Regions from separate parts of the Mus musculus genome. Here regions 1, 3, 4, 5, 6 and 7 are each linked to region 2. A link is a contact called in public Hi-C, HiCAR-type and promoter capture Hi-C data. All regions are on one chromosome and are shown on one strand. The core of a region is the stretch at or near the end of the contact, and the rest is flanking DNA. Distances in the headings are between cores, read along the strand shown.

The links. Promoter capture Hi-C pulls out the DNA fragments that hold promoters and counts their contacts. A called contact is a pair of places that touch in the nucleus more often than the background predicts. HiCAR-type assays count read pairs that join an accessible place to other places. Capture Hi-C pulls out chosen DNA fragments and counts their contacts.
Region 1: a Hi-C map of B cells shows a contact between it and region 2, with 6 read pairs. The contact joins the promoter of Cd164 here to the promoter of Cdk19 in region 2. A contact is called at or near these places in 1 of 39 promoter capture datasets (pre-B cells), 1 of 484 Hi-C or Micro-C datasets (B cells) and 1 of 115 datasets of contacts at active chromatin or transcription factors (embryonic forebrain).
Region 3: a promoter capture Hi-C map of embryonic stem cells shows a contact between it and region 2, with 2.2 times the contacts expected there. The contact joins the promoter of Mical1 here to the promoter of Cdk19 in region 2. A contact is called at or near these places in 4 of 39 promoter capture datasets (embryonic stem cells, hippocampal neurons, liver and 1 more), 4 of 115 datasets of contacts at active chromatin or transcription factors (embryonic midbrain, embryonic stem cells and fibro-adipogenic progenitors) and 1 of 9 other capture datasets (adipose tissue).
Region 4: a promoter capture Hi-C map of liver shows a contact between it and region 2, with 3 times the contacts expected there. The contact joins the promoter of 5730435O14Rik here to the promoter of Cdk19 in region 2. A contact is called at or near these places in 2 of 39 promoter capture datasets (the 3T3-L1 cell line and liver).
Region 5: a contact with region 2 is called in a HiCAR-type map of astrocytes, with 3 times the contacts expected there. The contact joins the promoter of Zbtb24 here to the promoter of Cdk19 in region 2. A contact is called at or near these places in 1 of 39 promoter capture datasets (hippocampal neurons) and 2 of 115 datasets of contacts at active chromatin or transcription factors (astrocytes and embryonic stem cells).
Region 6: a contact with region 2 is called in a promoter capture Hi-C map of adipose tissue, with 2.6 times the contacts expected there. The contact joins the promoter of Sesn1 here to the promoter of Cdk19 in region 2. A contact is called at or near these places in 1 of 39 promoter capture datasets (erythroid cells), 1 of 484 Hi-C or Micro-C datasets (B cells), 1 of 115 datasets of contacts at active chromatin or transcription factors (astrocytes) and 1 of 9 other capture datasets (adipose tissue).
Region 7: a promoter capture Hi-C map of erythroid cells shows a contact between it and region 2, with 9 times the contacts expected there. The contact joins the promoter of Foxo3 here to the promoter of Cdk19 in region 2. A contact is called at or near these places in 1 of 39 promoter capture datasets (erythroid cells), 1 of 115 datasets of contacts at active chromatin or transcription factors (pancreatic cancer cells) and 1 of 9 other capture datasets (adipose tissue).

Annotation. Positions count from the first base shown.
Region 1 is chr10:41,517,622-41,521,625 of GRCm38.p6, reverse strand. It overlaps Cd164 (CD164 antigen), which reads right to left and starts at 2,126. Exons shown (of 6, transcript NM_016898.2): 1 at 1,926-2,126. The coding sequence starts at 2,091.
Region 2 is chr10:40,347,995-40,351,912 of GRCm38.p6, reverse strand. It overlaps Cdk19 (cyclin-dependent kinase 19), which reads right to left and starts at 2,605. Exons shown (of 13, transcript NM_001168304.1): 1 at 2,192-2,605. The coding sequence starts at 2,319.
Region 3 is chr10:41,474,851-41,478,834 of GRCm38.p6, reverse strand. It overlaps Mical1 (microtubule associated monooxygenase, calponin and LIM domain containing 1), which reads right to left and starts at 2,521. Exons shown (of 24, transcript NM_138315.2): 1 at 2,295-2,521; 2 at 521-825; 3 at 200-407. The coding sequence starts at 778. Gm51797 (a long non-coding RNA gene) reads left to right here and starts at 795. Exons shown (of 2, transcript XR_003948996.1): 1 at 795-1,161.
Region 4 is chr10:41,566,096-41,570,095 of GRCm38.p6, reverse strand. It overlaps 5730435O14Rik (RIKEN cDNA 5730435O14 gene), which reads right to left and starts at 2,080. Exons shown (of 4, transcript NR_045341.1): 1 at 1,997-2,080. It overlaps Ccdc162 (coiled-coil domain containing 162), which reads left to right. Exons shown (of 48, transcript NM_001358562.1): 37 at 144-253.
Region 5 is chr10:41,448,336-41,452,070 of GRCm38.p6, reverse strand. It overlaps Zbtb24 (zinc finger and BTB domain containing 24), which reads right to left and starts at 1,713. Exons shown (of 7, transcript NM_153398.3): 1 at 1,541-1,713; 2 at 3-982. The coding sequence starts at 951.
Region 6 is chr10:41,808,910-41,812,430 of GRCm38.p6, reverse strand. It overlaps Sesn1 (sestrin 1), which reads right to left and starts at 1,857. Exons shown (of 10, transcript NM_001162908.1): 1 at 1,131-1,857. The coding sequence starts at 1,409. Cep57l1 (centrosomal protein 57-like 1) reads left to right here and starts at 2,563. Exons shown (of 11, transcript NM_001243074.1): 1 at 2,563-2,643; 2 at 2,768-2,858. The coding sequence starts at 2,784.
Region 7 is chr10:42,274,960-42,278,431 of GRCm38.p6, reverse strand. Foxo3 (forkhead box O3) reads left to right here and starts at 1,737. Exons shown (of 4, transcript NM_001376967.1): 1 at 1,737-1,906; 2 at 2,887-3,472. The coding sequence starts at 2,999.

The sequences.
Region 1 (4,004 bases), core at 877-3,376, 1.2 Mb before region 2:
TAAACAATTATTTAAGCCTGGGGTAGTGTAATCCCAGCACTTCAGAGGGAGAAGCAGAAGATCTCTGAGTTCCAGACAGAGTGGGTTCCACAGCTGGTGGGAGTATACAGTACTAGGAAGTGACTGTCAGCCAATCCTTCACAAGACTGAAGATACATTCATGGACTCTCAAGATAAAACAGTAAACACTAGAACATCAACACAGAGAAGCCACTGCCTCCAAACACCAGAGAAACAAGTTTTAATAAAGCGCGTAAGCTTGAAAAAATTCAACTCGAACAGAAACAAGCCAATCTCAATAGATTTTGTCTTCATCGGTGATTTGACTTCCACAGTCTTCTCTACAACCTGGAAATGCTCCTAAAGGGGCCACTGTCATATATGTGCCCGACAGCAATCCAAACCTGTGGGTCCTGACCCCTCTGGGGGTGTGGGTGAGTGGAACAGCCCTTTCACAGGGGCCTGCTAAGACCATCTGCCTATCATATTTACATTAGGATTCAAAACAAGCAACACAATTAGTTACAAAGTGGCAACAAAACAACTGTATGGTTGGGGCTTCGGGAACACTAAACCAAACAATCCAGAAATTAGAATTTAGCAGGCCAGAATGGAGCTAAGTTCCTTTCTTTTCTAGAAACTAGTCGCCTGCACCATTCTCCTTTGCTGAAGCCCTGGATCTCAACACGTATTTACTGCAAACAGGACACGAAGAACCATTCATAAAGTACTCGTTCTTAAGACACGCTGTTCACAACAGTGTAGCCTGATAATGGATGCAGCCTTCGGAATGCTGCAGCTAACCCCGTAATTGCCAGAAAACACAAGTTATCTCCTCTGTGGGCATTTCAATTATACAAGGCAATTAACTTGTATTTCCAGGCTTCTCTTAAAACAATATGAAGAACCCACACATTACAAGTCTGGGAGGAAATTGTCAAGTAGGTAGGAGTCAAACAATATTTTACTTTATCACTTTAACCGTGATAGAGATTCCCAGAACTGTTCTGTAATTTACTTTGTTCATTTAAAAATATCTGTTACCCTAGCATCCTTCTAACAAAAAATCGGGAACTACTTAGTTTTATTCATATTAAAAAAAAAAAAAAAAAAAAAAAACCAAAACCCTAGAGAAGGCACTAGGACAAGTCAATCTTTAGGTTGAGAAGCGCAGTTACTAGATTAAGAGCAATAACCAACTTAAAGCACGTCGTGTTTTCACCTCATTACTTCAAATTTACCTTCTGTCTCATTTGCGTCGTCACGGCCTATGCCAATTTGTACAAGCCTTAACGAACCCTAGAGTTGAACAAAAGGCGTGTTCCTTGATCGGATTTCAGAAAAACGGACAGACTGAATTTCAACCTAACTCCACAGCCTTAAAACACAGGCCCCCGGGAGATCACATCTTGCTCTTTATATGTCCCTAGGTTTCACTTCTCATCATCCGCCACAAGCCTCGTTCTTCCCTTACCACTCAAATCTCAGATACAGCCAACACCGCTCAGCTAAGTCAACGTGAAGTTACAGGAGGCTCGCTGGTGGGAGGGGGCAAAGGGACACCCAACTCATCTCTAAATGTCCCCCACCTATCCCGAACTCCTTCATTAGAAACTTCCGGAGAAGTTTCGAGGGGAGGACAAGAGTCTGTCCCACGAGCCCAAAGTTTGCGCACCCCGCCGACCGCGGGGCGCGTCGCCTCGTCCAATTACTCCTAACTGCCACCGCGGAAGCAAGCCACGTCGCCGTCCCGAGCTGCGGCGCGGAGTTACCAGGCGCTTGGGGGGATGGCGCCTCTGAGGGCAACGCTCGCGGCCTAGCTCGCCTGTCGCCTTCGCCCCCCACCCCGTCGGGCCGCCGTCCTCCGGCCGGGCGGCCATGTTGCGCGAGTCCCCACCGGCTCGGCGCGTGCGGCGGGCGCCCACCTGGTAGCACGGTGGGCATTTGCGTCGTCGGGACCACTTTGGTGGTCGTGGTCGGCACCTCGGTCACGTTGGGAGCCAGGGTGGTGATGTTGGGCTGCGCGGCCGAGACGCAGAGCACGGCGAGGCAGGTGGCGGCCCAGAGCAGTCGGCGGGAGGAGCCCGACATTGTGTCTTCAGCCCAGGCGTCCGGGAGAAAAGCTGCGGCAAAGCAGGCTCCGTCTAGCACTGCGTCCCTGCGGCGCCGCCCCCCGAGAAGCCCGCCCCGCGGGAGCGCGCGCCGGTCACGTGAGCAGCCCGGCGGGGCGGGGCGGAACGGGCGAGACCACTAGGAAGCCGGCCGGAGGGAGAGAAGCGGCCGCGGAGACCTCTAGGGCAGCAGTCCGTGCGTCGCAAGCCGTCCTTCTTGTCCTGGGAGGATCACGCGCGGCACAATGGAGCTTTCCTCACATCTGCACCACGGATGATCTCCCCCCGCCCTGGCAAGGATGGAACTGCCCACGTGACGTAGCGAGGGGCGTCCACCTGCGCCGCCTGGGAGGCGGGCCGCGAGGTGTCACGTGACCCCTCGGTAGCGCGCTGCGGGTAAGAAGCCCGGAGGCTCTGAGACCGCTGAGCTTGAGTTCTGCTGACCGCGCTCGCCTAGGGCTCTGTAGGAGCCGCCTTTTCTTCCGTGAAGCTTGATTTATTTTTAAGTGTGAATTTTTGTTTTTGAGAGTTCGGGGACTCAGTAATGACGGAACCACGGGATCCAAGAGTTTGCCGGGCCACTGGTTCAGTGCCCGTAGCTGTGGGTGGGACCGAAAGTGATCTGTCCCGGACGCTTCCTTGTCGTAACCGCCACCGGTGCCCTTGCCTCACCTGCTTCTTCCGAGTCACTCAGAGATCCGCAGTAGGGATCGATCTGTCCCAGCCCCAATCACTGTGGTCAGAGAGGAAGACGGCTAGGGATGAAAAGCCTTCGTGCCTCTTCCTATCCCCACATCACGAGCGACGAAGTATGAGACTTGGGGAAAGTGACCTGACCCTGACACTAGGATAGCATAGTGGCAGAACAGGCATTTTCAGTGCCTGTTGGCGGACTCTGGCTCTCTTTAGTCGTGAGCGCCATCTGATGCCGGGTCTCACAAAATAATCAACGCTTGACATGCTTATAGTAGGTGGTTTTGGTTTTTTTTTTTTTTTTAAATGAGACTTGAAAATGATAGGTAGAGCTAGGAATGTAGTTCATTTGGTAGAACGATTGTCCCTCATGCAAGAGTCCCTGGGTTTTGCACTATGCTGTCTTGATTGTTTAGCGTTTGCCATATTTTATGTTACAATTTTAATGTCATAATTTTAATTATGCATGTGACCCTAATAACAAGAATATCAGATGTTTCGGTGGTGTCTGTTTCGCTGTAGTATGCATTTTAAAAAATGACTCTAAAAGCATTTTTACAACTTTAGCGAAAGATTGAAAGCCCTTATTTCTGCCAGTAATGAATTTAATGTGGTTCCTTTGTGGGTGTACTCTGTAAAATAAATATGAGCCAGTGGGTTGTGACTGACCAAATCAATGGTCTTAGCATTAAGGTGCAGTCAAATAGTCATCATAAGAGCTTTAGAGAAGCTGCTGTTCTCTCAAACGCCTCACATGACACCTAGGCTAAAAGAAGAACTTCTGTTTGGAGATTTTAAAGCAGAGGTTATGTTCCATCTCCTCTTCCTGCTCCCAAATCGATGATCTCATTTGTCCCTAGGATGAACACACTCTGCTGTGGGGACCATTGATTTAACAGCTTGTCACTTGAGTGTTCCAACTATAGTCATCAGATTTCCTTTCGTTTCTATAAGGGGACAATTTCAAGACTAACAAACTGCTGGCTCGGTTTATTTTAATAGCATATACAGTACTAGATCAAGATTTAGTTCCAAAGTCATTTTCACTGCTGTAGAATCAGCTTTATTTTCAGTTTAAAGGAGCCAAATTCCATTTATTGTCTTATTTCTCAACTTTGACGCTATTGTGGCTAGTTGACTCTTCCTGTCTAGTCTCTATAGGTTGTGTAATAACAACCTGGCCTCTATCTAGGAGAGGGT
Region 2 (3,918 bases), core at 1,356-3,855:
TGGTTTTTTGTTGGTTGGTTTATTTTGTTTTGTTGGTGTTTTTGAAACAGGGCTTCTCTGTGTAGCCATGGCTGGCCTGGAACTCCATCTGTAGACCAGGCTAGCCTCCAACTCAGAGATCCATCTATGCCTGCCTCTAGCTCTAAGTGTTTTGGTTTTTTGTTTTGTTTTGTTTTGTTTTAATTCTACTTTGAAAATACAAAAACTGACCTTATTTTATGTACTCTACTTTACCAATTTCACTCATAGAATAAGTGTATTTTAATCAATATCCTTATTATATAGTGAAAACTAAGAAGCGGAAACTGTTTCTGTTGTAATCCCATCTAGTCTATGTGACTCAGAAACAGAATTGTTAAAGTTCTCAAAGACTCAGGGCAAATGAAAATATTTTAAGATATTTTTAATGAAAACTTTGTGTATTCTAGATGACATGTATCACAACGTTAGCACAGTCCCTGGGGATACGGGAAAATCCAGCCCAACAATGGAACCACAGTGTCCAAATGACAGCACTGGATTTGCTTTCCCCAAACAGCCCTGTGAAGAGTCCCACTGGAATATCAATTTAATCAGGAGAGTGGCTATGCCAAAAACAGAGTGCAAGTCAATTACAGTACCCTCCAGCCCCTGGTGTGCACTCGAGGACATGTGGTAATTAAAAGAAACAGCTCAGACAACTGAGTAGCTTGGCCTAGACAGGTCTACCTGCAATAGCGATTAACCATCATCCTTGAGTTCTGGACAGTACCTGTAACTTTCCAGGTACTGAGTATGAGACACTTGGTACGACTGTGCTCTGGCTTTCTTCTTAGAAAAGTAGCTCGAGCACTGCTTACTTTGATGCGGGAGCGCCTCACCAACATTATCAAATCACAGCACTGGGAAGGAGGGGCCCCAAGGAGCACTTTAAATCTGAGGTATGGTGATAATCCGGCTTATCAAAAATGCCCCATCACAATCCTTAAGTCTCCCTTTTGTATAGTCTGACAATCGTTTGAGTCTAAGTTACAGAACCTAAGGGAAAGGAATTCCTTCCAGAAAGGAGCCAAGGTGACAACTGGCTTTAAACTCACCATTCCCAGGCCTGAAGTTTGGTTCCACCGGGCCAGCTCTTACAAGCCAGTCTGACCACCGGCCCGAAGGGGACATTCTCGATGCTTTATCAACTTGTCTTTTACTGATATAACAATCCATAAAGACTTCCCAAGAGATTCCTACAGATCCCCTCAACTAAGGAAACGGCAATCCAGGCTCAAGCCTGTCACTCCGTTTTCTGTTCTTGGTGGTCTAGGTTCTCAATAAACACTACCAAAGCTCACAGCCATTTGACAGAGGCTAAGAACTTGAAGAAATCAAGATTTCTTCCTGAAGAAAAGAGAAATGGACCAGGTTTGGTGGCATACGCCTTTAATGATAGTACCTGATTAGCAGAGGCAGGCGAATCTCTCCGTTCCAGGCCAAGCAGGGCGCACAGATACCCTATCTTAAAGGGGGTTGGGGGGAATTAGATAGCCAAGATATATCTTATACCTAAGATAGCCAAGAGGCAGGAAAGATAAGCAACCAGAGAACACTTAAATCTTGTAATATACAATTTATCTCTCTCCAGGGTCCACCTTCAGAGTGCTGAATTCAGAATATTAAAATGTGGGAATCGGGAGCAGGATCGGGAAGTCCCCAGGTAAACATCAGAGATGAAGTCTGGGTTGGCAAGGAAGTCAGACCCAAGGGGCCAGCCAGGACCCCAAGCGCTGCGCCACCAGACAGGAGGCGCCCCCGCGAGCTTTCAAACCGCCGCCCCGGGAAGGCGCTGCGCCGATTGGAAGTTCCACCACTACCGTCACCAGCACAGGGCCAAACCGGTAACTCTTCAGCCAAGCCCTCCGGAGGGTCCCCGGGGACCAGACCCCTAAACTCCACCTCCAGGCGCGGTCTCCACCCGCCGCCCGCTGTTAATCACGCAGCCGCGACTCCAGGCGGGACCGACGCCCCCGACGGGGCTGCGCCGTACGACTTCGAGGGGCGCGACCGGCCAGCGGGGGGCGGCAGCACCAGTGCCTCCGAGTTAGCCCCGGGACGTCGCTCTGCGACCCACGCCGCCTCGTCCCGGGAGCTCCGACCCACCCAGCCCTCCGGGGCTCCGCAGCGGAGGGGACGGGACGAGCCCACTCCCCGCTCGCGCTCTTACCCATCTTTCCGCCTCGCCTTGTAGACATGCCCGTAGGTGCCGCGTCCCACTTTGCACCCTTCGTACTCAAACAGATCCTCCACCCGCTCCCGCTCCGCCGCCAGCTTCGCCTTGAAATCATAATCCATTGTCTGCTTCCCCCATAGAGAAACCGGGACGCGGGGGCCGCCGCCACTCAGTCCCTCCTCCACCGCCGCCGCTCCACTTCTCCAACAGCCGTCGCTCGGGCGCGCGCGCGCCGCCCGCCGCTCCGCGGTCCGCCTTCAGCAAGGGACTCCTCGGCGGCCGCGGCAGCCACCTCCTCCGCCTCCTCCTCCTCCGCGGCGGCGGCGGCGGCTCCCGCAGGCATCTACAGTCCCGCCTCCTCCCTTCATTTCCTTGTTTTGGAACCTGGTGGGCCGCGCCGCGGCTTTCTCGAACTCATTAAGGAACCAAGCGTCCCGCCCCAAGGTCGCGAGCCATTCTGGGAAATGTAGTTCAAGAGGGCTCGTGAGTTGTGCTACCTCCTCGGGAGCGGGGAATACAGTTCCCAGAGTTCCTGGGGCCTTTTGGGCCACGCCTCCACAAGGCATGTACGCCTGCGCTCTGCCGCCGCCCCACCCCCTCAGCGCGCGACTGCTGTTCCTGTAAACTGTAGCGCAAAGTTGCAGCGGGATTTTTGCGAGCCCGTGGGAGCTGGCGGGAAGGACACCTTTGCTGAGCTAGGAAGTAGATACCCGGCCCTGACTGTCATTAGGCTAGAAAAGCGGGAAGCACCTCACGAGAGCCTTGCTCTAGAGCTCATTCCGGCGCATCCGGAGCTTAGGACTGGGGTTTAGACAGTTGTACTACACATTGTTTGTTTTCTTGGGCAATTGATCCTCTGGTTGCCCCGCCCCTTGCCTCGGCTTATTGGCAGAGACTGAAGAGTGACGTCCGCTTTGGTGCCTGGTTATCTCCGGCTTTGGCTGTTTTCCCGCTCTTGATTGGTAATTGGATGTGCTCGGTTCTTCCTGATAGGTTAATCTTCTTTCTTTACGATGCAAAAACCGTATTTCAAAACCTGAAGATTCAGCGGTTTCCCAGCTCTTGCTAGGGGAACCGTGTAACTTCTACGGCCCACAGCCAATCATCTTTTTCTTGGCGCTCTAGTCGGTTTTATCCTAACATATGCGGGTGCGGTAGCCTAGCTTTAGCCATCTGTCTGAGAACAATTAAAGCGCTTGGAAGATTGCAAAAATGCAGCGTTTTAAAAACAATCGTTTTTGCTGGGTAGTAAAGCGTGTTTTACAGTAATGGCGAGGCTCACCTAGGGGTTTAAGGTATTTATCTTGCTCATGACGTTGATTCGTTATGGTGTCTGAGGCTCAGAACCCATCACCTCAAAGTAGTACTGTAAGAACTTAGAAAGTGCCTTACTAAAAATGTGACCCACTGCATATTGATGGCTTTTAAACCGAAAAGAAATTGAGATCCATTCGACACGCGCGTTTCAGCTCTCTTCCACTACCTAAAATAAAAGGCAGCATTTTATAACAAGATTAAATTTAAAAGGGAAATTTGATAAGGTGTCTGTGTCAAAAAGGCAGCTAAGCTATCCATAGACAACATTATTGCTGGGGAGACCATCTAAACAAAGAATCGACTTGTTATTTCCTCTTTATTTCCTTCCCTCTCCTTCATTTATCTCCAATACCTACTAAAACTTCCAATTCTTGTTCCTCTCTGTATGTCATGAGCTTCAATCA
Region 3 (3,984 bases), core at 1,272-3,771, 1.1 Mb before region 2:
ATAACATTGGAGCTCAGAAACCAGGCAGGGTTACTACTTGGATAAGAAAAACCACTGTCCGTTTTACAGATGTCAGATCCGGTTCTTAAAGGTCTCCTGGTTACAGTGACGCCTGTTCACCCTGGCTTTTGCCTGACCCTGCAGTCTCCCTTCTCTAGACTTGGGCACACCAACCCGAGGGCCAACATGAAGTTCTTACTGATATGGTCCAGGGTGCCAGTACAGAAGCGCCCGTAGAACTTCTTGGCCCCAAGTGCCCGAAGGTCATGGATGGTGAAGGGCCAGAGATGGAGCACATTGTGCCTAGAGAACTTGATACGCTTTTCCACAAGTACCACTCGGGCACCTAACAGTGCCAACTCCACAGCAGCCCGAAGTCCGCAAGGCCCGGCACCTACCACGAGACACTGCAAGCACACACACACACCGGGGTGGGGGGTGGGGGTGGGGGGGTATGTAGCATCCTGTCTCCTTCTGTCTCCCCTGATGCTCACACCACTCCCAGACTCTACATATCTACCTTGGTGTTGGTACAGGCCTGGCCTTGCTGGTACACAGGCTGGCTCGCTCTCTTGTCCAACTTGGCCCACAGTGACTTGGCACTCCAGTAGTTGAGCTGGGCCTTGATCTTGTGGTACTGGGACAATCCCCCACCAGACTCCACTCCCAGGGCTCTACAGAGCCCCTGAAAGCTACTCAGTACATCCTGGCACAGCTGTGCCTGCACAAAGGTCTCAAAGTGGTCATGTGCTGGGTTGGTGGAGGCGGGTGATGCCATGTAGGGCCCCTGTTGACAGCAGGAGCAGCTGGGAGAAAACCCAGTGTCTGTGGGAAAAAAAAGAGAAGGCAAGATTGGAGGGAGGGAAAAGAAAGGGGGAGGAGCCAGCAGCGCAGGCCGTTGTCACAAGGGAGCTCAGGGTCCACCTCTGATTGGTTCTGCTTCCAGTCCACTCCCAGGCCATGATCCACACCCCCGACCCCTTCTGAGACAGCAGCTATCTCTTATAAAGTGAAATTCGCCAAATTTAGAAATGAAAACACAGTAGTCCTGGGCACAAGGATGCTAAGGGAGCCTCCTGTCGACCAGTGTCATGGCAGCTTTCATATGCGATCTCCGAGGCCCAGGGGACAAGAAATTGTAGTGGGCGTTCCCTAGGACCTGTAAGTAGGACACGGGGGAGTTTCTCAGCGGGCTGCCAGGGGTGGGGTGGGGGCGGAGGTTTCCCTTCTTGTAGACAGCAGGAACTAACACCCCAGTTCAACTGCGGCTGCCTCACAGACACACACCCATTTCTTCCTAAGTCTCTGTTCGCCAGCGCCCTTTGGCGAACTTAGTGCCACGCTGGTTGTAGGATGTGCCTCTCCCCAAAGGCAAAGTTCTTTTCCACGTGCTTGCCTCCTGACAAGGGGCAACACTGCCTGTGTAGATTCCACTTCTCAGCCACCCAAACTACCCTCACAAATAGCCTGAGAATGTTGTGACTGTTGTCTGCATGACAGACCTTCTGACTCACTGTGGTCAAAACACTTCCCCTGAGAAGAGATTGCGTCGCTGCTCCAACGGGCTGTGGGAAGGAGTGGGGTTAGCAACCCCTTCCGCAGACCCTCACATCTAATCGACCCCTAGCCTCACTCCCACGGCGTTCCTCTGTGCTCTCCCAGGAATCTCTGGAGACAAGGCCTCTCTTTGTACCCCTTTCCTTCCCTCCAGCCCACACGCAGCTTAAGGGCTCTTGGAGGGCTTTCTCACGCTGCCACCGGAAGAGATGAAGAGTATGGGGGGATGGGTTGCTCTCGGTGGGAGAGGCAACTAGGTGGTGGGGTGGGGGGGTTGTGGGCCGATCTATCATCCCCCAGCAGCCCCTTCATTGCCCGCGTAGTAGGAGGAGGCAAAGGTTGCCCTAGGGGGTCACTAGGACAAGAGTGGATAGATCTTCAGAAAGGACAGGAGTCCCTCTTGGAAGTGGGAGACTGGGGGTTGGAGCGACCTCTGCTAAAGGAAATAAAAGAGGTACCCAGACTGGAAACAAGCACAAAGGATGTGCCATTGGTGGAGCGTCTAAAGGGATGGAGAGCTGGACCTTGAGCAGCGGGGGTGAGAGCTCCCAATACTCTAGACAGCAAAATCTGCACAAAGGCGCTCATCTGGGTAGGGCCGGCAAGAGGACCCGCCAAACCAGCCAGGCGTGGCTCCCTACCCCATTTCCCCGGAAGCGCTCCCCACCCCCTTCCTTATCCTCACCCCCAGCCCAGCGAGCAGGAGGACGCACAGCAGGCATCGCTGGATTACTTACCAGCGTTTCTGGGGCTGGAAGAGCCGCTTCCTGTCGGAAGGGTGTCCCAGGCCTAGGGGCAGAGGAAGGGGTGGCGCAGGGAAAGCAAGAGATGCCTGGTGGCAGAAACCGGGGAGTTCCAAAGAGTTTGGACCGCAGCGCCAGCGCAGAGCACAGAGGAAGACTTACTCCGAACCTCCGTACTCCGCAGTCCTCCTCTGGGGACAGCCTGGGTCCCGCCCACGCCTGCCGGGTGGTGCTGTAGGGCGTGGTTCTGCCTACACCAGGGGCTGCTGGGGGCCTCCAAACGGTCTGGCCAGGCAGGGACAGGGAGAGCAGAGACTTGAGTGACCGTGCCTGAGTCCGCCCCGGTGGTACCCACGCTGTAGGCCACTTCCAAGAGCTGGCCGAGCGGGCGCAGGCCTCCGGCAAGAAGTTTATTGAAGCTGCAAGAACCGAGAGTGGCGCCAGATGTCTGAGCTCTCTTCACCTCTCCCACCGATAAATTCACACCCCTGGCGCCACAGGCGATCCAGTTGCGGGGGTCCATCTCTCCTGGGACAGGTCGGCTGGCTCCCAGGCTCAGGCTAAAGACAAAGCTTAAAGTCCTGGTCCACATCTTTCAACCAGGTACACACACAACCAGGTGTGTGTGTGTGTGTGTGTTTTCAACTAAGAAAAACAGGATGGTAAGGGTATGTGGGAGAGGATAAAACTTCAATGTGCAGAACTAAAGTCAAGACTCAGACAATGCTAGGGAACTTTGGAATCAAATTCTTAGTATTTCCTGTTAAGAAATTGTAGCATGAAAGGAATTGTTCAAAATCAAGCAGCTTTAAAGTTAATAAAACAGCAGTTCTCATTTATTGCATGAGCATTAACAAAACCTATTTTACTGAAATGTCAATGAGGCTTCATGACTGCACATGTTCACCAGCCAGTGGCATGGATGCTATCAGCCCCAGGCCTTTCTGGATCCCAACCTACCACTGTTAAACCACGGGACTGAAATAAGGTTTGACATCATGAGGAAGTAAAATCGCTACCCCAGAAGTGCTTAACCTAGGAAAAAATGGCTACATCTCTCTTCTTGAGGTCCAGGGACCAACAAAAGCCAAGGTCCAGTGGCTATCTTTTTGGGTTTGTGTTTGAATAAATCATTTTGCATTTTGTCCAGATATACTGGGGTACCCAGTAAGTCCTGAGCTCTAAACACACACAGCTGCAGCTGATAAGAAGGCAGAGAGAGAAGCAAGAGGAAATGCCAGCCCTCTGCCAGGAGAGGCCAACAATCCAGCCAGGCCACACACTTTGGAAGCCAGGAAGCCTTTGAGCTGGGCCCACTTGTGTTCCTGAGAGTGACATCATTTTGCTTGGAACAAATTTGCAGAATGTCATACACACCCATACTTAAACACACAGTGTAAAAAATGTTCTAAAAAGCCCAGTAGAGATGGGCTTCCGGCTTTCAGGATCATGCCTCTCCCTTTTATTAGCAGATGGACTACAGCAACTTACTGTGTCTTGTTTACAAAGACCCAGGTTCCCCCAGAGACTTTCAGTTGTAGCCAAACAGGGTTGTGTGGCTCTATGAGCAACAAATTTAAAGGCTGTGAAGGCTGCCTTTTAAAAGGATCACAGAACGAGTTCCTCAGCTCTTAAAAACCTGCTGATTTCCAGCTTTCCTTGCTGCTAGTTAAAGACCCACCTT
Region 4 (4,000 bases), core at 831-3,330, 1.2 Mb before region 2:
CCACCCCACCCCCACCCCAACTTTCCTTATGGGAGTTTCACGGTGGAAGACTCGTTGTGCATCCCTCGGGAGCTGTGGAGTATCGCCCTTAGTGGCAGTCTGTGTTTTATGATGTCACACTGATCTGTTCTTATTTTTCCTAGATCGTTGGAAACACCAAGTCATGAAAGAAAACTTTTCAGTTATGAGACCCCAGATAGTTGAGAGATTTGTACAGAGACTGATGGAGGATTCCCAAGATGATGGGCCCAAGGTAGGCATTCAAAATGAAGGCTGTGGTTCCCTTTGTCAGAAACCCAGGGAGGAAGGCCGTCACTTAACACACTCCCTGGTCCGCTCTTACTCTCCCTAAGGATGTGACTCCTGAGGCTGAACCCCAAAAGACCGCTGCGCACTACCATTTTAGTATGAAAAAGCCCAATGTCTGTCCATTTTGGAGTAATCGGGAAATGAACATTGGCTAGTCAAAAAATGTGGTCAAATGTTTAAAGACAAACTTGAAACTTTTGAATGGGTTAAATTTTTTTAAAGTAACATTTCCGGTTGTTGATTTGTTAGTATAAAAAAGTTAAAGAGAGAAAAATGAAAAAGGCCTATGATACACTGAACTAGGAACTTTTTGTTTGTTTGTTTTTGGTTTTGCGAGACAGGGTTTCTCTGTGTAGCCCTGGCTGTCCTGGAACTCATGCTGTAGACCAGGCTGGCCTTGAACTCAGAAACCCGCCTGCCTCTGCCTCCCAAGTGCTGGGATTAAAGGCCTGCACCACCACTGCCCAGCGTAGGAAATATTTTTGAAGTGTACAGTTTGAGGGGGAAAAGCTAGTAACAGGCTAACAGCATCAAAGAGTAGCATTTCATTCCCCCCCCCACATTTCCTCCACAGCAGAAGTAGCACCAATAATTTTACATTTGTGTATATCAGAAAAGCTATCTGAGCTCTTTACCACCCTAAAATGTAGTGTTTAACAGTATTTACCCTTGGCAGGAAGCAGTTGCTAAAATTGAAAGAATTCATTTTGAATGACTCTTATGTCTGAGAAGGCGGCATGAGGGAGCACACATTCATGCTTGGACACCAGGCTCAGGGTCATTCATTAATAAGTGCTTGACAGACAAATCATCTCCATGCAACTATTACAATAAAAAAAAAAAAAAGAAGAAAATCTGTCCTGCTAGGCACAGTGGTACACACTTGTAATCCTAGCACTCGGGAGGCTCAGGCAGGTAGACTAAAAGTTCCAGGCCAGGGGGCCAGTAAGATGGATCAGTGAGTAAAGGTGCTTGCAGCCAAGTGTGGGTGACCTGAGTTCCATCTGTGGGTCCCATGGTGAAAGTGGACAACCAACTCATGAACATTGTTCCATCAAACCCACACACAAACACCATGGCATGCTCACATGCATATGCAAACACAGACACACACACACACACAGACACACACAGACACACACAGACACACACAGACACACACACACACACACACACACACGCAATGAAAAGGGAGGAAAATGAGTTCCACCCCAGGGAGCAGTGAGATGGCTGAGTAAGTAAAGGGGCTTGCTGCCAAGATTGGTGACCTGAGTTTGATCCCCAGAACCCACACAGTGGAAGGAGAAAACAGACTCCAGCAGGTTGCCCTCTGACCTCCACGTACAAACTTACACACATTCGTCAGTTAGTTAGAGGAAAGGAGACAAGAACTCCAAACTAGCCTGGACTACACAGAAAGAAAGACTGTATTTCTTTTCTTTTTTTTTTTTTTTAAGTTAGTAAATAAATAAATGAAATTTAAAACTTAAAAAAAAATCTGTTTTGGAAAAATGTGCTCAATTTTGGGTGGATATTGTTTTCTTCAGGTTTACATTTTTCTTAAGTTTTTGGAAATGTTCCCATAATTTTTACATTAAACATTTTAACCCTTAGTTATGAGGTAGAGGATTCTCAAGTGTGGTTGGAGATCCGTTTCCCCCAGATACAGATGTAGTCATATACTTACTCGGTGTTCATTTACACTGAAGCATCACTGTGTGTGCTGATGAGAGGCCCCATCTCCCAGGGGCAGGGGCCTTAAATCAAAACCCACTGTGCCTTGCTTTAAAGATTGGAGATGGCTCAGGAATGAAGAGTGCTTGCTGCTCTCGCAGCAGTCCCCAACACTGGGCGGCTTACAAATATGTTTGCTTTCAGTGGTGTACATGAACCCGTGCCGGCATACACACATAAATAAAAATAGTATGCACAAATAAAAATAGTGTATTAATCCTCAAAAACAAAAAAGAAAGGCCATTCTGCCACACGGTGCCACACAATGAGCCATGATGCAGAGTAAAACGAGTGTAAGGATCCTGAATTTGATATTTCTCAGGTTCCCTGAAGACTCTCAGAGAAAAAAGGTGGGATGGTGGTTTCCATGGGTGGGGACAGAAAGGGCAAATTAGTATTCAGTGGGTACTGGTTTTATTTTGTGAGATGGAAAGAGATTTGTCATGTGGTCATGATGCTGCCACTGTTCTGTATTTGATGACAGTTAAAAGAATAAGTTTTGTGATGTGTGTGTGTAAGTGTGTGTGTGTATATATACACACATATATACATCTGTATGTATGTATGAATTCCTGCTCATATATATATGTGTGTGTGTGTGTGTGTGTGTGTGAGCATTATATATATATATATATATATATATATATATAAAAGCACCATACACACACACACACACACACACACACACACACACACACACACACACACACGAGCTGCACACTGTTGCTCAGCCCATCGCTGAGGATAAGGATCTTTGATTTTTGGCAGGGCACGGAATGTTGTTTTCACTTTGAGGTCACCAACTCTACCATCCTCCTGCTTCTATTTCCCAGCTGCTAGGTCATAGGCGTGTGTCACCACACCCAGCTAAGGATAACATCTTGTAGGAAGGAAAGTAGGATTTGCAGGCGGGGCAAATCTCTATCAGGTGTATCTGCAGCTCAGGAAGTGCTTGGAGACCTTGGAGACGCCAGCCTCTGCTCACCTGTTGTCTGCTCACGCATGTTGTCTGCTCACACATGTTGTCCTCGGACACTGTACTGTCCCACCATCTGTCTTCTTGGTCAGTTTGGGCCATTCTTTAGCCTCTTGATGCTCTGAGCTCTAAGCATCCTTGTTTAAGTCATTAGTAGCTGTGAAGTCAGGACAAATCCCAAGTCCCCAAGCTGCCACACTAGACCTCCCAGGCTGTGCAGCTGCCAAAGACATGGGCCTGGAGCACGCAGTTATTCTGCCACACAGCCATGCTCTTCCAGCATGCTCTTCCGGTTCTCGAGCATCCTGCTGCTCTATTTCCTGAGAAAATCAGGTCAACCTGGCAGTCTTTCTTTAAAAACTCATGTCGTTGTCCAGTCTTTTCCCAGTTTCTAGTAAACCAGTCTCCATCCACCACTGGTGCTAATATTTTTTTCCCTTGAGACAGAGATGGAGTCTATTAAAAAGAAAGCTAAAAAAAAAATACATGTATCTATTTATGAGTAGAGGGCACATGAAGGCCTGATAGAGGTGTTGTTGGGGCCACATCTTGAAACACAAGAGGAGCTGGCAACATGAAGACAGGCAGGGGAAGGCACAGCAGAGCGTGAGTAGAGAGTGGGGGTGGGGAGGGAGCATGTAGGAGCAGGGCATAGAGCTAGGAGCTGAGTGTCCCTGTGTGCAACTCTTGGGTGTCAGTCTCAGAGTAAATAGGCGCTCACCAACAAAATTGGTGTTTTAGAAACCTCCAAAATACTTTGTGCCTGATACAAAACAAATGGTGTCGGTGTGGTGGGCCACTCCTATAAAACCATGGCACACATAATAAGCCCTGGCACCCATCAAGCCTCACCCAAGACTGGCTCTCTTGAACAATCATTGCCCAGAGCAATCTTCTGTTCCCCCAGCCAACACTGTTAGTGTAATCCCCCAGCCAACACTGTTAGTGTAGTTAGCTCAGGTGTAAATGCCGCCATGGAAC
Region 5 (3,735 bases), core at 464-2,963, 1.1 Mb before region 2:
ACCCGTGTGGCGTCTCTGGTGGATTGCTAAGAAGTGACTATATTTAAAGACTCTGTCGCAGTCTTTACACCGGGCCTCGGGACCGCTGGAGCGCTTTTTTCTTCCACATAGCCTCTTGGCAGTACTCTGGTCATCTTCATCTCCAAGAAGCTTGTAGTCTTTGAGCTTGACAGACCTGCGGATTCTCCGCCTGCTGCACCTACTCTGGCTCTCCTGTCCATCCCCAGCCTTGGGGTCAAAGTTCTCGTCCTTTTCAGCAGGCACCTCCTCCACGCTTCCTGGCTCACCAGCAGGCTCTGATTCCTTGTCTTCTGGAGTCTGCTCACTCAGCTTGACACTGTCTTCTTCTTTAAACACAAAGTTTTGTCTATTCTGAACTGAATTGTTCACTCTCAGCTGCAGCTCTCCCTCTGCAGCCAGTTCTGATCTCCCTTCCTGCAAACCATTGGCTTTTCTTGGTCTTCCCCGTTTCCGTTTCAGAGGATCGTTCTTCTTATTGGAAATAACCACCACTGGCGTCCCAGTGCAGTTCAAAGCTGGTGGCTTTGGGGCGCTATGGTTATCCTGGAAGTCTGCGTATGCCTTTACCAGGTCATAGACTTTTAAGAACTGAGCAGTAGCCAGGATCTGCTCTGTCGTTTTCTCACTGGCATGTAGATAACCTGTATAGATAAATTCCAGCAGGATGCCAAAGGTGTCTGCAACCATGCCTTCCAGCATGTAGATAGACTGGCCAATCTCGCCCTCTTCCGCAAACATCATTGAGAAATACTCGCTACTGGCGGCCAGCAAGGCTTTATGGGCTCGGAAATGCACATTCTCCACGATTAAAGTAATATCACAAAGAAAGCCCTTCTTCCTTTGATCCTCCAGACTGGCCAGCACAGTGTCACTGTGAGTGTCTGAGTGTACCATAAGCTGCCCACAAGGCTCCGGGGTTGTGTCTGCCATTTTCTCCAGAAGACTCTGAAGAGGCTTAAATCTGAAATAAAAAATCAATGTTTATTTAGGAAGAAGTATTGCCTAACTAGACTGTTCGTGTTCCAGCTGTCACAACCCAGTTTTTTTTTTTTTTTTTTTTTTTTTTTTACATTATCACCTTCTACACTCTACTTGGAAAGCCAAGCCTTGGGTTCCTCCCCTTGTTGCGGCTACCCTGCTGGATGCCTCTCCAGTACCCACATAACCTCTTACGGTGGGGAATTTCCTCTGGAAATTAGAGAACGGGTTCAAAAGTCTGTACGGCCCTCCGGTCCGTTAACTTTGTAATTAAACTTTCAAAGTGTGGCGGCACAAAGTTGGAGTTGGGGGTGTGCTGCCTCGATGCTACACACGGAATAGCTGTTTCGACTATAGGAACATATATGAGAAATATGGGAACGAACCCACGCAAGGGAGATCTACGGTGAAATAACGCGCGGATTCAGAGGCCCCGCTCTGAGCAGCGGCGCCCGGAGCTCCGTCCCAGGCCTGGGGCCTGAGTCCCGCGGACGTTCCGCGGCCCAAGGCCCCGGGCCGAACCAACCGGCCGCGGACCTACCTGTCAGGGCCGCCCCGCAGGGACTTGCTACGGTCAGCCCACCCGGCTGCCCAGAGGGCACTAACCGGGCCTGTCGCCGGTCCCCGCCCCCGCCACCACTACGCTGTAGCTCCGGACTCCCGGCGTCTGTCAACCCGGAAGCGCGCACAAGGGCCGTAGCATCACGTGACCCCGGAGCCCCGCCCCGAGGGCGGGCTTTGCTGTGGAATCCGGAAAGGGAGGGTCTGGTGCGGAAACCTGCCAATCTGCGGAAATTTACCTCCAGTTACCCCGCTGAGTTTCCTTTAGACCTCAGTAGACACCACATCCGCTGATTAGATGCTGAGCATAAAGACGGCGGTGGCTTCAATCAGCAGATATTTACCTCCTGAATGAATCCTCTTCCTCGCTTTCCTTCCCAAGTTACTCATCCTCAGCTCTGTGTTTATCCATAAAATGGAGGTGTTAACCTACCTGGTACGGTTAGAATGAGCTTAGTAAGTGCTTGGCTTGGCTAAAAAGACCGAAACGACCGCTGTTTTTATTTAGATTTATGGCACTTCTGAGAGACTATTGAGGGTTTCAGTTGTCTCAGGACAGTGTCGCTCCCTCTGAGACCTATGGGTATGGGAGAGTTCTCTAAATAAAAACCTGGGTAGGATCTGCTGTGGCTCTGTGTTCCGGACCAATGCTCCTAAGTCCCGCTCAGATTCGTTCCGGACCTACTCCAACTGTGCCAGCAGCTTCCGCTCAGCGTTTATGCATCGCGTGTACCTAATTATCTCTACTTTGTCCACTTCCAGATTATAAATTTGCCATCTATATTGCCCACAATTTGGAAACTAAAGATGGAATTACCAGCCGGACTCTTTCTTTCTTACTAGTTTTTATTAAAAGTGTAAGACCCCCAAAGCTGGGCCTCCGCTCAAGTCCCGGGATGAGCTGGCCAGCACCCCAGTGTCCCGAGAGAAAACCACACCTGATGCAAACTGCAAGAGGTTTTATTATCAGCTAGCTGAGGACGAAGTGTCTCCCTAAGTGTCTCCGCATTAGAGATCAGGGAAAACAAGCTTGGGGAACGTCTAGGGGCTTTACCTTCCAGGGAGAAACGCTCTAAGTTGGGGTCTCACAAAAGCAGCTCATACCACACAGGTATGAGCTCTGTGGTTTCCCCCTTATCTTTACAGAGTTATCTAGTGCACTCTATCCAGAGCTCCCTCGAAATCGGTCAGATATGTGGGCGTCCGAGTGGGATGCCAGGAGAGCTTTGCTTGACTTCTGCACTCCAGAAGGAACAAGGGTGGTTGTGGGATTGGGGATTTTGTTCAGTGATAGAGCACTGGGTTCTGGATTCTGCCCTCAGCACCGAGAGGAAAATAATAATAATAATGATAATGATAATAATGATAAAAAGACAGAAAGAACAAGGGTCAGTCTTTCAACTTTGCTTTCACATAGGTTTTTGTTTGGTTTTCTGCTGAAAGAATTGCAGTAAAAACAATGCAATAAAAACTCCACAGAGCCAAAACTAGATCAAATTTATCGAATAAGCTGCTATTTAAAGGAGAAACTGGTTATCGGTAAGAGTGTCACTCGGAGCTGGTCACCAGGAACCACTCTGAGGAAGACTGTCAGAAAAGGCTGGTTGGACAAGGCTGAGGTGGCCAAACCAAATGTGAGATGCTCACAGCTAGATGTAGGTTAATATTAGGTGAAGATGTAGGTTAATAAAATGAAAGCCAACAAGATTTAAAATGCTCAAAATATTTATTACTTTGAAATTTGAAGAATTTAAAATGTCAGCTCATAGCAAAAATCTAGAGTGTTGAAGATATTGATGATAATATTATTAGAGCATAGATTATACCCTTTTATGAGTAAGATTGCTAATAGAGGAAATAGTGAAATAAATGGGTTATCCAGAATTTTTCCTCCTTCTTTTCCATATCTAATTTCCATTATTCTACCCCTTCCCACCTGAAAGAGACAGAGACAGAGAGAGAGAGAGAGAGAGAGAGAGAGAGAGAGAGAGAGAAATCAACAGAGCCTCCTGTCTCCTGGCCTCTGGATGGATTGGGTCTGTGGAGAACTTGACCCAGGAGAAAGGAGAAGGCTTATCATTAGCTGGCAGATGACAGTTAGTGGAAGTCTTCTGTGGCAGTGAAGGTAACAGAACCTCTGTGAGATCTAGGATGGTTTGCTGATATCTGCTGAAG
Region 6 (3,521 bases), core at 608-3,107, 1.5 Mb before region 2:
ACTGAGAATTAGCTCCTTCCTGTAAAACGAATTATTACTGATTCTAGAGTATCTGTAAAAATATTTGAAGATAATTATTTTATGGCTATGATTGCACCTCTTTTATCTAAGTCACTAAAGAAAGCTGTCATCACTTAATACACAGTCAGTGAGCATTCTTCATATGTATAAACATTTCTCCTGCTTCTCCAAATTTTAACACACCTTCTAATACAACAGAATAAAGTGACTGTAGAAAAATGGCAGGACATTATAGAATTTTAAACCTTACTGCACTCACAATTTAATAGGTTTGCACATGAAAAGAGGAAAGAAACAATTCAAGGAAAACAGAAAATAACTGAGCAGCCAAGTATTTTCACCAAATGCCTTACCTGGACCCAACTTTTCTTTCTTTTTCTCCCCACAACCCCCTCCCTGCAACCCTAAGGCAGGGCCTTGCCATGTAGCCATGTATGGACCTAGTACTCATTGCTCGCCAGGCTGGTCTCGAACTCCTGGTGGCATTATTCCTCAGCTTCCTGGGAGTATGGAGAGTAAGCTACTGAACGCCCAACTCTGGGTCCAACTTTTCCACCTGGACAAGAGTTACCTTCTTTATGACTTAGGCTGTTTTTTATTATTGTTTTCTAGTTCTGTTTTAGGATGCTTTTAGAAAATGAAATCCTGTCTTTGTTAAAGAGCCAGAAAAAAATTATCCTGCCAGTTACTCTGAACAAATAGGAAATATTTCATGCAACTCCTCATTTTTGAGGCTTTCAGTGTGAAACTTTCCACACCATAACAATGTGAAAAGCGCACTGGCTACACTTGGCAACAAACAGAAAAAAAATGACAAAGACTGGATTTTAATTAACCAGACCTTTCATATATATTATATTCCACAGACAATGCCATTTCTACCCAAAAACACCATAAAAACAATTCCTGTTCATCTATTTTTGAAAACCGTTTTTAGTTTAGCCTGTTCCATTTGGGCCCAACATTGAACGTTTTACAGAACCCTCTAATGCCTAGTGATGTCATTATTAACAGCTAACCAGTTAGACTACCCCCATGGAAGCAAAAGCGACGGGAATAACTAAGTCAAATCACATCGGCTAGTTAAGTCACTCTAAAACTGCTCTTACCTCGACGCTCTTCAGAATGAGCCCGCTTCTCTCTCGCACATCTTTAAAGGGACATCTCTTAGAGAGCATAAGCAGATGAGCAAGAAGTTTATTCATCCCATCCAAAGAAACCGCGTTTGAAAGTCCGTCTGAAGGTCGGGAAAGTGTCTCTTTCGCTGAACGAAGGTATTCGGTTTTTCTCAAAACGATCTGCCTAATGTTTTCCAGTGCTGTCTCTCTAGTAGTCGTGTCTCTGCTGCACAGTCCCTCCCATCTCGCTTCATTCTCTCCTTCAGCCATGACAATCAAGAGCTTTTTCTTTTTCAGCGTTTAGTCAGTTACCTTTCAGCATTCCCCCAAAGCAGCCCGTCGTTTGTTTGTTTTTTAAACAAAAAACAAAAACAACGAGAAACGCTAAGAATAAAGTCAGAGAAATCCAGCCGTCGTGAAAGCAGGCGTCTGGATGGCACTGGGAATCACACGTGCTTTTTAAAGTTGATGCTTTCAAATCGATCCACAAGGCGGATCACCCAGGCACCCTCTCCTACACGAGGGCAGTCTTCTGACAGAGATTGAAAAGAACAAACTTGGAAAGTTGCAATCTCACAGAGCTGGTTAGCTGGACACAGAGTCCCGGGGAAGTGTTCTCTGTGTCGCAGGGTCAGCGGATATCCTCACGTTGTGGAGCTGTCAAATCCGTGCTTGGTCCCAAAAGGCTGGTAAACAGTAGAAGGTTCTCCAGCCATTCGATTTTTTGTCTGTGCAGCGGCTGGTTCTCGACCGTTCCCACCCCGCCCTCCTCCGACACCAGTCTCCGCCCCCCTCGGCTCCTCCTAGCGCCGCGGCAGGGCAGCGGGCGGGTGCTGGCGGGGTAGGCGGTAGACCCTGGCCCTTAGCTGCTGGGGCCCGAGGCTCCGGTGCTCCGGGGGAGCAGTGTCCGCCAATCACAGTGTCAGCGGCGACTAAGGGCGGCGTCCCCAACCCTGCCGGTTCTTGTCCCCCGGGGTACGCCGATGCTCCTCTTACTCCTCTGTCCTCGCCCACCTCCGCCAAGCCAGAGGGCACCCCGCAATCCAGCAGTCATCGAGCCCAGGGCTGCACGGCTGAAGCAAAGGGCCCCAGGCACAGAGCCCGCCCCTTCGCCCAGCCCCGTCGGTGGGGATCGGCCCAGAGGGCGGGAGCAGGGAGGGGAGACGGGGTCCTCACCCCCAGCCCCTCCCCTGTCCCCGCCCGGGACCGCCGGGAGCCGCCCCTGCCCCATGCCTGCCTCTCCGCCCAGGCACACGCGACCCGCAAAGACAGCCATTGGAAGCAGCCCCGCCCTCGGGCAGAGTACCTCCGGACCCCGAGTCCAGCGCGCCACTGACTAAGACCGGCTGCTGCGCATGCGCGACGCCGGCCAGGGCGCATGCGCTTTCCGCGGTGTTGTCCTTTCTCGACGTTTGGAGGCGCTGGTTTGAAGAAGGGGAAAGAAAAGTAAGGAGTACAGATGCCCGGAGATGTTTATCGAACAAGAAAAGCCGAACAAATAAAGGTGCTCTATAGTATTCCAAGTAGAAATGGGATAGAATTATGAGTGACAGCCAAGCAGGCAGGGCTTTGCGTTGGCTTTTGGGAAATGTAGTTGTAATGCTAACTACGCGCTCTGTTTGCGACAGAAACTACAATTCCCAGATGCCACCGCGACACTTGTCTTTGCCCGCGAACCAACGGTTCTGGAGGCCGTGGTTAACTGGGAGCGTCCATCTGGTAAGCGTGGTAGGCTTGGTTGTGACCCGTTCAGTGAAAAAAAATTTTTTTTTTCCCCTCGGAAACTCTGGTGCCGACGCCATCTGGGATTGCTTCCTTTCCGTCGTGGCTTGCCGGGAGAGAAATAGTGCAGGTGCTCAACACCTTTGGTTGGGTGACTGAGGCAAGGATTTGGGGATCATTGTTTGGAAGGCCAAGGAGCAGCCTTAAGACAGGCAAACTGGAAAAAAAAAAAAAAGAAAAGAAACAAAAAAGCAAAACAAAAAACCGACGCCGCTGCTTCTGCTGTCCTCTTGCACATAGGCCCGTGCTGAATGGATTAGGAATCCCTAAGCGTTGCCATTGCACCTTTGCCCTTACAGGGATCTGTTTTGTGCTGTCTTTGCTCAGTCAGATAGCATCCGAAGGGGATCTTTGAAAGCAAGTCTCTTGTGTCTGAGACTGAAAAGAACTTCAAATGTCCTTAGGTTTGGAAGGTTCTGTATGAAAAGAAGCCTATAAAAACCTCCTAAATGTGTTATCTTTGAACGATATGGTCATTTCTCTAAAGGTGTTTTTGGAAGGTTTTTAATAGACTGGTAATCGGATTCGATTTTAATCCTTTGTTTTACAAAGTAAACATAGTCATAAAATATTAATCTGGAACTAAAGAGATGGTGCAGT
Region 7 (3,472 bases), core at 488-2,987, 1.9 Mb before region 2:
GGCCAGCCTGGCTTCCTTGCAAACAGCGCCCGGGGAGGCCGCGGCAGCGCGGGCCTCGCCGCGTCCCTCCGCCGACGCGGGCGGCCCCACGCGCCAGCCGTTCAGCCAGCCCCACATTCCATCTCAAAAATAACACACACGTGTGCTGGTAAACAAGCGCGCCAGCCGCCGGGGCTGCGCGTCCCGGGCGAGCCCGTGCAACGCGCCCCCTCCTCCCGCACGTGCCGCCGGGCTCCGCCCACGGGCTTTGCGCAACCAGGCTCCGCCCCTCCCGTCTCGCCAGGGCCCTGGGGTCCTAGAGCCCGCCGTGCTAGCAAGCTGGCCTCGCCGAGGTTCTCAAAGTTTCTCGCCCTGATAGAGCGTGCGGCTCAGATCCGCTCCCTACCTCCTTTCCCTCCTCCCTGCACAGTCCTCCTCTAGTCCTCCCGCTGTCTGCGCGGCGAAGGCTGCCACTCAGCGCGCCTTCGCTCTCCCTCCCCTCTGTCCTTGCAATTTTACTCGATTGTTTATTATTTGCTGGGGGCGGGGGCGAAGAGGAGCGAGAGGCGTCTGGAGCCCAGAGACTGGCGGCGGCGGCCAGTCAGCGCTCGGCGTGGCTTGACGAGGAAGCCGCGCAGCGAATGGCGATGCGGCGCAGGGCTCCGGGGTCACGCGCGTGTAGAGACAATGACATCATCTGTTTGTACGCGTCGAACTAGCTTGGTGCAGGGGCGGGGGCCTCACGTCACTTGAGTGACGGATCACGCGTAAAGCCTGGAGGCCGGAGTTCCGGGGTGGGCGGCCTCTGCAGGCTCTTTTAGGCTGGCTCTTTTGGGGTATTGGGTTGTTGCGGAGCCCAGACTTTAGCTGCAGAGACCGAGAGGGTTTTGTTTGGAAAGATACGTATGAACCAGAATGCATGGTAGACTTTTGGTATGCATGTCGCGTGTGGCGCAGAAAAGCACACAGTACGGCCGGGAGGCACGGATCGTGGGATAAGGGATTGTGAAGGTGCGATCTGAAGTCTATAGACTTAGAAAAGTCAAGCACGTAATCAGCTGCTTTAGCATAAGAAAACTGTTGCCCGCTTCCAGTTAGCTATCTTCTGCTCCTGCGTTCAGGACTGGGGCGCACTGCACTTTTCTTCCTGAGTTGCACTTTTCCCACTTAGCCTTAAAATCCGTGAAAAGCGAAGCACGACTGTCGCCGGGTGTCCCAGGTGAGGGTCCAGTGACACACCTTTCGGCGCGATCTTCGCCGGCCAGTGTTTCCACGCCCAGGTAACCCTTGTCACCTGCGGCTGCCGGCTTAACCCGGGTGTTCCCTGGTGTCAGGTTCTAATAAGGAACCCGATACTGGGGCGGGCTCCGACCCCACGCACCCACGGGCAGGCCACGGGCCCACGAGCCAAACGCAGGGCCCAAGGCTGAGAGCGCGGGGCGGCGCGCAGTGGTGTGTTGTCTGACCTGGCCTCCCGTCCCGGGCCAGCGTGGCCGCTGAGGTCCCCAGGAGAGCGCGGGACCCCAACCGGGAGGGCTGCGGAGCCGGCCGAGTCCCGACCCGCGCGCGCCCGCCCCCATTCCCGCAGCCCCGCGCAGGCGCGAGGGCGCACACACGCGCACTCCCACACGCACGCACAGCAGCCCTCCCGGCCCCCGCCCCAGCCCTCCCCCTGGGCGGGGACCCGCCCCGCCGTCATCCTAGGTTGAGGCTCCCTGTGAGTGGCTATAACTTTGTGCTGCTGCCGCGGCCGCCCTGCTCGTGGAAGGGAGGAGGAGGAATGTGGAAGGCGGCGGCGCAGCACAGGCTGACAGGCGGTTCCTCCGGCGGGCTGCGGCGGCGGCCCGAGAGTCCCCTCGTCGCGGTGCCCTGGGCTCGCGCGGAATCGTACGCCCTCCCGCCTCGTTCCTGAAGGGAAGGAGCCGAGGTAGGCGCCGGAGCTTTGCAACGGGGCGGCCGCCTTTCCAGTGACTCCGGATCTGTTTCCGAGCTGGGCCAGGCGCTTCCCTTTCCCTCCCCGTGACTCGGTGTGCTCCCCCCCTTCTCTCCCGCTAGTGTCTTTAAAGGACTTGAGGGAAGGGGGAACTGTCAAGATGGCAGCAGCGGGAGCAAGGAGGTGATGAACGGTGCTGGTCCGGGTTTTCATGCAGTCCGAGAGATTTGGCGCTTCCCGACCTGTTGGAAGATTTATGTTCCCACTTGCTTCCTCCTTCCCGTTTCTGACCTGGAAGGGGGCGGAGGGCCCCACGTCCCCAAGAAAATACATCTCAGATCTTCTTAGTCCTGCGGGGTCGGCCCTCTCTCTCTCTCTCTCTTGTTGGAAGTGATCTTGGCAGGTCTGCACCCAGACCCCCACGCTCTCCCTGCTGGTCCGCGGGCGGAGAGGAAAAGACGGGAGTTGCCCGCGCCAGCCCTAGGGGGCCTCTCGCCTGGGAGGGGTGGGGGGGATCGCAGGGCTGGGGAGCGGGAGAAGAGCCCAGGACTCTGCTGACTTGCCCTGCGCCTCCGCGGGAGGCACTTGAGCGAGCCAGAGCCAAACATAAACAAACGCACGCACGCACGCTCGCCCTCCGACCACTGCGGAGCTGTTGGGGTCCGGAGGCCGCCCACACTTAATGGCGCGGCCACCCCTCCCCCGGGACGCCCCTCCCCCCTCCGCCCCGCCATCTAGTCCGGGAGAGACCTGCGGTTCTGGCGACGGCAGCGGGGGAGGGGGCTGCCCCGCGCGGGGCCGTCGATTCGCTCGCGTCTCCCGGGCGGCCAGGCCAGGGGGCGGCGTCTGCTGCGCCAGGTTCGCGGGACGCACGTCCCCAGGTCTATCCGTTCTAGGTGGCGGCCGCGGGCGAGGAGTCTCCGCGGACTAGGCTCCAACACAGGATAACCAACTCTCTCTTCGCGCTTCCCTAGGTAGCTGGAGCTCGAACCTTCGCGGTGCCCCGTTCCTCCCCCGCCGCACCCAGCCTGGGCTCGAGAGGAGAGAGCAAGAGCCCAAGCCGCGGGCGGCGGGCAGGCGGCGAAGATGGCAGAGGCACCAGCCTCCCCGGTCCCGCTCTCTCCGCTCGAAGTGGAGCTGGACCCAGAGTTCGAGCCACAGAGTCGGCCACGCTCCTGTACGTGGCCCCTGCAGAGGCCGGAGCTGCAGGCGAGCCCGGCCAAGCCCTCGGGGGAGACGGCCGCAGACTCCATGATCCCCGAGGAGGACGACGATGAAGACGACGAGGACGGCGGCGGCCGAGCCAGCTCGGCCATGGTGATCGGTGGCGGCGTGAGCAGCACGCTGGGTTCCGGGCTGCTCCTCGAGGATTCGGCCATGCTGCTGGCTCCAGGAGGGCAGGACCTCGGGTCGGGGCCAGCGTCCGCCGCAGGCGCTCTGAGTGGGGGCACGCCGACGCAGCTGCAGCCTCAGCAGCCACTGCCACAGCCGCAGCCGGGGGCGGCTGGGGGCTCTGGGCAACCAAGGAAATGCTCCTCGCGGCGGAATGCCTGGGGGAAC